Regions from separate parts of the Mus musculus genome. Here region 2 is linked to region 1. Evidence: chromatin contacts called from public Hi-C data. All regions are on one chromosome and are shown on one strand. The core of a region is the stretch at or near the end of the contact, and the rest is flanking DNA. Distances in the headings are between cores, read along the strand shown.

What was found. Hi-C and Micro-C count contacts between places; a contact is called where the count stands out from the background.
Region 2: a Hi-C map of adipose-derived mesenchymal stem cells shows a contact between it and region 1, with 1.9 times the contacts expected there. The contact joins two enhancer-like sites. A contact is called at or near these places in 3 of 484 Hi-C or Micro-C datasets (3T3-L1-derived adipocytes, the C2C12 cell line and adipose-derived mesenchymal stem cells) and 2 of 115 datasets of contacts at active chromatin or transcription factors (embryonic fibroblasts and embryonic stem cells).

Annotation. Positions count from the first base shown.
Region 1 is chr8:64,405,572-64,409,403 of GRCm38.p6, forward strand. It overlaps Gm35521 (predicted gene, 35521), which reads right to left. Exons shown (of 3, transcript NR_166077.1): 3 at 3,054-3,281. Among named protein-coding and RNA genes, the nearest start is that of Gm35521, 14 kb to the right of the region's middle. Within about 2 kb of position 1,725, at least 17 of the 459 cell types and tissues checked have an H3K27ac peak or open chromatin away from gene starts, as enhancers often do. A contact at or near this core is called in adipose-derived mesenchymal stem cells, where this site is marked.
Region 2 is chr8:64,541,015-64,544,846 of GRCm38.p6, forward strand. No RefSeq gene overlaps it. Among named protein-coding and RNA genes, the nearest start is that of Mir710, 28 kb to the left of the region's middle. Within about 2 kb of position 1,722, at least 24 of the 459 cell types and tissues checked have an H3K27ac peak or open chromatin away from gene starts, as enhancers often do. A contact at or near this core is called in adipose-derived mesenchymal stem cells, where this site is marked.

The DNA of each region.
Region 1 (3,832 bases), core at 475-2,974:
GAAGGGACACACCTCTTGCAATTAGGCCTCTGACCTCTGTATTTTTGCCCACAGTTCCCAAAAAAATTAAAATAAAACTTTCTTTAAATCTCTGCCTTGTAATGAGGTGTTGAAATATTCAGTCACATACTACCAAAACTCTATGAATGAATAGAAGTCAGGCCTTTCTTCTAACACAGTTCAAGATGAAGTCATATTAAAACTGATTGTGTTACCTGCAAAGGCTAATTCTCCTATTATCAAGTCTTTCAAAATAAGATTTTTTTTTATTTTTTTTATTTTTTATTGGATATTTTCTTTATTAACATTTCAGATATTTTTCCCTTTCAAGTCTACCCTTTGGAAACTCCATATCCTATCCCCCCTACTCCTGTCTCTGTGAGAGTGCTCCCCCACCCACTCACCCACTCCCATCTTCCCTCCTTAGCATTCCCTTACACTGGAGCACTAAATCCCCTCAGACCCAAGGGCCTCTCCTCCCATTGATGTCCAAGGTCATCCTCTGCCACATATGCAGCCTGAGCCATGGGTCCCTCCATGTGTACTCTTTGATTGATAGACCAGTCTCTGGAGCTCCAGGGGGTCTGGCTGGTTGACACTGTTGCTCCCTCCATGGGGCTGCAAAACACTCTCAGCTCCTTCAGTCCCTTCTCCAACTCCTCCATGGGGGGAGGGGGGGCAGGGCACACTCAGTCCAATGGTTGGCTGCGAGCATCTGCCTCTGTATTTGTCAGGACACTGCCAATAATACCTAAATATGAGGAAGGTATCAATCACTTTTTCACACATCCACATGTCAGAATGCTATAGATCATTAACTCAGGGAGAGATGGGGAAGCCATAAGATCCTACTCACCCTTCAGTCAGTGTATGAATGATACGTGCTCACACTGAACTAGACTGAAGTAGACTACTTGTGCTTTTTTTTAATTACTAAAAATATATTAAAAATAATTTTTATTTTATTACTAAATAATTTCAGTGAGTATGGAAGATTATCATCTCATTAGTTTGAAATGGGTTTTACGTGTATTAAATTAGTTAAGTGCCAATGAATGAGTCACACATATGCCCATACATATGTGAATATATCTTTATCAGTGCATTACGTATATGTGTGTATGAATACACACATATTGTTCAAATCTATACTAATATAGAGTGAAGACAGATATTTAAATAGAGAGTGAACAGATATCAATGCATAGAACAAACATTAACAAGGGCAAGAGCTTACAGCTAAATTGCTGAGTCATGAGCTCTAGCCCAATGTTTGGTTCACACTAACTGATACTCCTTTCTCCCCAACTGTACAGGACTGTAGAATGCAAACTTAAGGAGCTCCTCCTCTGCAGTTGTAAAGTTTAGACAGGATACTCCAGTTCCTCCTCGTAACCCTTAATTTTGTGAAATGTCAGTGACGCTCAGCTGCCCGAGTTACACAACCTAAGTCATGTCTTCAATCATAAATGCCATTCCATCTTCACTTTAATTTTAAGGCCCAAGGACTTTTATGTGGTTAGAAAACTGTCCGAGTGATAATAAAAATTACAGCATAGCTGCCTTTGACAGTTTATGTTTCCCCTAAGCATCACGACTAACCATGACTAACCCTCTCAAATTAATTTAATTTCATCGAATAAAGCATCACAAAATACAGAACAGAGTCATTCCCATGAAGGCAAGCCAGATTCCTCGGCTGGCCGCTCCAGAGGCTGCAGCCCCATCTGGGGACAGTTAGCATTCCAGAGCTCAAAAGCCCTGGCAAATCCTCACTCCTCCTCTGGAGTAGTAAACGTTCACTTCTCTCCTTAGAATACTTTATATCTGGTCATGGGTGATGTCCCAGTTTTTATTTTCTTAATCTTACTAATAACTTACTTTTAAATATAAAAAGAAAACAAACAAACAAAAAAAAGACTTTTGTTGACAGTGACTTATTTTTTTCCAGGAGGAAAAAATAAGAAGTGTATGCAAAAAAGGGTCTTTTTAGTTTTCATTTTAAGAATTTTTGTTTTCACTTTAGAATACCTTCAAGAAATCAGGCTTATTGTCTAGATGGTGTAAAACTAGGTGAGTGCTCATATAGAAACATTCTGTCACTGCATAGACAGAATTAGAAAACATTTTCTGCCTTCTGCCCCAACAATATACCCGACGCAAAACTCATCAGGTGAAACAGCAAACCTTTTGCAGAGAAGAAGGCAATGAATTTTTGACAATGCAATTATTGTGCTTGGGTTACCTACCTACACAAAAATGCATGTTCAGCGTATAATAATCCAGATGGGGAATTGAAAAGATTGTGAAAATTAGTTTTTAATAAAAACTAGTAATAATTTAGCCCAAGGCACACAAATGAACAAATGTGCATTATTGAAACTTACAGGGAAAATGTTCTCTTGGAAAACTACACCCAATTTCTGTAAGAAGTACTTTGCAAACATTGTACTAAAAGTTTCATAATTTGACTCAGTTGCAAAGCTCCTCAATCCCCCGTGGACTGCAGCCGAAGCCCTACGACAAAAGACAGCTCTCTTTGGTTGTGCAAGTTGGAAATCACTTTCTCCGTTCCAACTCCCTTGCTATCTAAGTGGCTCCCTACAGCAATCATAAAAATTAAAGTGGCCGAGGAAGGAAACCGTAGAAATATGAAAGTGGGTTTGCCCAAAGTAATACCCTAATTTCCCCCTGGATCCTCTCCTAGGAACCATGCTGTTTCTTTTCATAACGTTCTCAAGTTCATCCACCTCAATGTACTTTCCCCTAACTAATCTAACGGTGCCTGCGTCTCCGGTGGCACCATGATAGCCTAGTCCCTTACATCCCTGAGGTTCTCAGTTTATATCTCCCCTAAGCATCACGACTAACTGTGACAGCCACTGCAAATTAGTTTGATTTTTTTTTTAGAATAAAACATCACAGCCCTAGGCTGAACACCGTAGCCCCCACCAAGCGTCCATCAGGAAGTACGTGTGAGGCTCTTTGTACATCACAGCACAATTTCACTTTTGTCATTATTTTCAATTCAACCACACCAAGAAAACCAGGAGAGAAATCGATTTTCTTTTCAAAAAAAATGTTTTACATGTATTATTTTGCAGGGTTGTGGGGAGATGCATGCCATAGCACCCCTGTGGATGTGGAGGGTCAAGTCCTTTCCATCTTGTGGATTCAGGCAATGGAACTCAGGTCTTCATTTCAGGCAACTGCCCTGACCTCTGCACCACACCTTTCACCTTTTGTCATGAAACTCCAAAGCCAGAAAGAATTTTTACATCCTTTAGGAGCAAAAGAGAGAAGCTGGTAGTTAAGGAATAGCTAATGATGGTGGTAATTATGTACTTAAGGCATTTTTGTTATTCAAATTATTTTCTTTCTTGACAGAAAATATGGTCAAAAATAACACAGGATGACATCATTGCCACTTTGGGGGCTTTTGAGCATATGGGCAGCAATGCTTAGCAGTTTGCTGGTTTTATTATCACAAACATCAACAGGTTTATATAGACATGAACATGCTTTAAATTACTTTTGTCAAGGATGATCCAGAGCCTGGGAGATGGCTCAGTGGTTAAAGTGCTTGTCATACAAACTTAGGGGACACAGTTCAAGTTCCCAGAACCAGTGCTAATGGGAGGTTGGGTTGACAGGATGTCATTCTAGCCTGTGCAGGTAGAAATAGTAGATGCTCTTAACAAGCTGTGCTCTTATCAAGGTGAGACTAGCCAAATCATAGAGCTGTGGGTTTGGTTGAGAGGATAAGGTGGGTAAATGATCTGTCTTAAAGGATAAGGTAGGAGAATGATTTTAAAAGAAGAAGAAGAAGAAG
Region 2 (3,832 bases), core at 472-2,971, 140 kb after region 1:
CCAAGACAATTCTTATAAAAGAAAGCATTTAACTGGGGGTTTGCTTACAATTTTAGAGTCTTAGTCTATAATCATCATGGCAGGAAGCAGACAGCCATGGTGTTGGAGCTGTAGCTGGGAGCTATTACATCCTGATCCATTGGCATCAGGCAAAGAAAGAGAGGGGGGAGGAAGAGAGAGGGAGAGAGAGGGGAGAGGGAGAAAGAGAGATGGAGGAGAAGAAAGGGGAGGAAGAGGAGGAGGAAATGAAGGAGGAGGAAGAAATGGAGAAGGAGGAAGAGGGGAGAGAAAGAAAGACTGGGCCTAGCATGGGCTTTTTGAAACCTCAAAGCCTATCTCCAGTGACACACCTACTCCAATCTATTCTCCCCACACAGTTCCATCAGCTGGAACCTAAGCATTTAAATATGTGAGCCTCCATAGGGAGGCCATTTTATTTCAAACCACCACAAAATAATGTTAGAAAAAACTCTAGCAATGTTAACTTACTGTATTAAATGAAAGCATACAAAAGATACTCAATAAAGTCATCATTATAAGTACCTTTAATTTTTATGGAAAAACTTCATTAAACAGAGAATTTAACAGTGCCACATTCTCTCCTCCTTCACTGGATGACTGTGTAATGAAATTCTATTTATCAATCTGTTGAGTTTTCAAATGAGCTGAGACAACCATAACTTGTAGGTCAAGTGCTACCCATCTGTGGAGAAATAAAATGTATGAAAAATAATCCTCTTACTCCTCCATCTTTTGTGTGGAATGACTGAAGAAGGCATCCTTTCTTGGAAGTTGTTCACAATGCATAACTATGATGCCAGGGCTGCCAAAACCTACCAACAACAGGGAAAGCGCAAGCCCTGTAAAACACTGTGACATGATGACTTTAGCAGACCCACATGGAGAAGTCTCAAGGTATTTCTTTCCTTTTCATTCCAGAGATGTTTCTAGCCTTCCCCTGAGCCATGGAGAATGTACCATGCCTTCACCACTTTTCTTCATTGGCCCTCTGGAACCCATTCTTGCAGCTGCAGGGAATAACAAGAACCAAAATGGTCCTGAGGTTCCTTGCTGTCACTTCATATAGTAATCAAAGATTACAGACAAATGAAACCAGAGCCTAAAAATATAAGCTCCTCACAGTGATGTTCAGATCACCCGCTGGGAAGCAGAGTGGGTCTGAGCTCAAAGCTAAACTTTACACCATGGGCAAATTCATGGAATTGTCACAGAAAGGAAGGAAGGGGACTTGAAAAGTAGACAGAAAAGAATGTTTCCTCCCAGTGATTTTTATGGTTCATTTTCTTATTTTGAAAAGTTAAAAACCATACAAAAGTAAAGAACAAGACAATAAATAATGCTGTGCCTCCTGACTCATGCATCAGCTGTTAGCTGTCACTGCTCTAGTTCCATCTCTCTACGTAGAAGAGATGTGCTCTTGTAGAGAAATTTCAATCCAGCAACATGGCTACTCTTGAAAGGGATCACATCCAAAAACCTTCTAGGTCTGTGTGATCAGGGTGGAATGACACACCTTTAATCCCTCTGGCTGGTAATCAAACATGCTCTTAGTACATTCCTTGAATTCCAAACAATGAAGGCGAAGTTCGTTTGTAGAAGGAAGCAGCCATGTTTGAAAGTGACATCTAACTGAAGGACAGACAAAGTCATGAATCAGAGACAAATGAGTCAGAGACAGGATATGTTACTCTCTCAAGAACAGACTGGTGAGACAGTCTACTTTCAGAGCAGCACAGAGTGAGTCAGTCTGGAGAGCCATTCAGTAAGTGCTCTTCAGTTGACTGAACAGGTAATGCAGTGGAATTTCAGTTGAGTGCGGTTCAGTTGAATGCAGTTGAGTTCAGCTGAGTTCAGTTAAATGCAGTTGAGTTCAATGGAGTTCCTGGAGTTCTGTTCAGTTCCACTCAGTTCCATTCCATTTGTGTAGTCAGTGCGGTTCAGTTCATGGAACCCAAAAGCAGTTTTTCCAAGCAGAGAAATTCAGTGAGAAACCAAGAGGAGCCAGTTTGAATCAGTCAGCTCAGAGTGGAGCTTTGAGCCAGAACAGCTGAGTTGCACCACCCAGCTATTCAGAAAGGACTAGAAAAGGTGAGCTTATTCAGCAGTGAGCCTCCTGGATGACAATTACATTTGGTGAATAAAAGTTACCTTTCCATGCTCTGAATAGTTGTGTCTTCCCAAATTGTATGTGATATAATCCTAGAGTTAAAGGTAAGGTATTGGGAAGAGGGCCTTTGATCTTGTCACTCTGTTGTTTACAAACCTTCCATAGCTTCCCAGTACCTCACAGTGTCCAGAGGGCTTACATACTACACTGACTACAAAGATGGACCATGAAGTTACTATAGCTATTAACCCTATTCACAGGATACATTTCAAGACCCATGTTGACACTTGAAAGAGCAAACAGTATAGAATGAACTACACATACGAAGAACGTTCAGTTCTCACTTCGGGGAGCACTCTGAGGCTTCTCTGACAAGCCTGAATTCTGAGCACTATTACTTTCAGTGCATGGAGTTACTACTGAGAATAGCGAGGATTACTTGAATGAAAGTAATGTGATGTGACAAGGCATCAACAGCCGATCGAGTACACTGGAATGACTAATGGAAAGAGTGAATAGAGCATGAATATGTTAGACAGTGGAGTGGGTCACATGCCAGGCAGCACTGAATACAATGACGCAGGATCTCCTTGCCCCACTGAAAAGGGTACACAACTTACAGCTTTTACATTATTTCTAGAACTTTGGACCACATACATAAGGAGGAAGTACTAAGCTTATTAGTCCATGGCCCTGGATGTGCTTCTTAGCATCCTATCACTTCACCTCCTCTACATGCAAATGAAAGCAGCAGTAATACCTATTTTACAAAATGAGCGAATGTGTATATTGCACATGGATTGATGCCCGTATGTACTATCCTGTCTACCTGCTCACTCTGTGGGAAAACACAATATTTCCTTCCACACCATTATTTTTCCATTAATTAATATATTCACATTACATACCAATTGCAGCCCCCCTCCTCCCAGTCACCCCTCACACAGGCCCTCCCCACAAGACCCCTGTGGGTACCAACCCACTCTGGCACATCATGTCCCGGCATGACTAGGCTCATCCTCTCTCACTGAGGCCAGCCAAGACAGCCCAGTTAGGGAACAGGATCCACAGGCAGGCAGCAGAGTCAGGGACAGCCCTCACTCTAGTTGTTGAAGGACCCATATGAAGACCAAGTGGCACATCTCCTACATATGTCCAGGGGGCGTAGGTCCAGTCCACATATGCTCATTAGTTGCTGGTTCAGCCCACAGAGTTATTCTTAGAGAACTATTTGATGAAACTTCTTTGTATGATTCTAAAGGATTTCCACCTTTGCTGTGAACTGATCAGTCTGCTGTATTCCCTCTCTGATTGAAGTTTCTTAAGCCAAACTTGAGCCCCTGTCTTGCTGAATTGGAGTATACTTTCCCCACAGTGCTGTACTTTATGCCTCTCTCCCTCCTCAGCCAATCAGATTCTTCCACCTCAGCTGCCTAGGTCCTCCCACCTCAGCTTCACAGGTCCTCTCACCTCCAGGTCTTCTCACCTCAGCTCCACAGGTCCTCTCACCTCAGCTGCACAGTTCCTCTCACCTCAGTTGCACAGGTCCTCCCTCTTCAACTGCACAGTTTCTCCCACCTCAGCTGCCCAGGTCCTCCCACCTTAGCTTCACAGGTCCTCCCACCTCAGCTTTACAGATCCTCCCACCTCAGCTTCTCAAGTCCTCCCTCCTCAACTGCACAGGTCCTTCCACCTCAGCTGCAT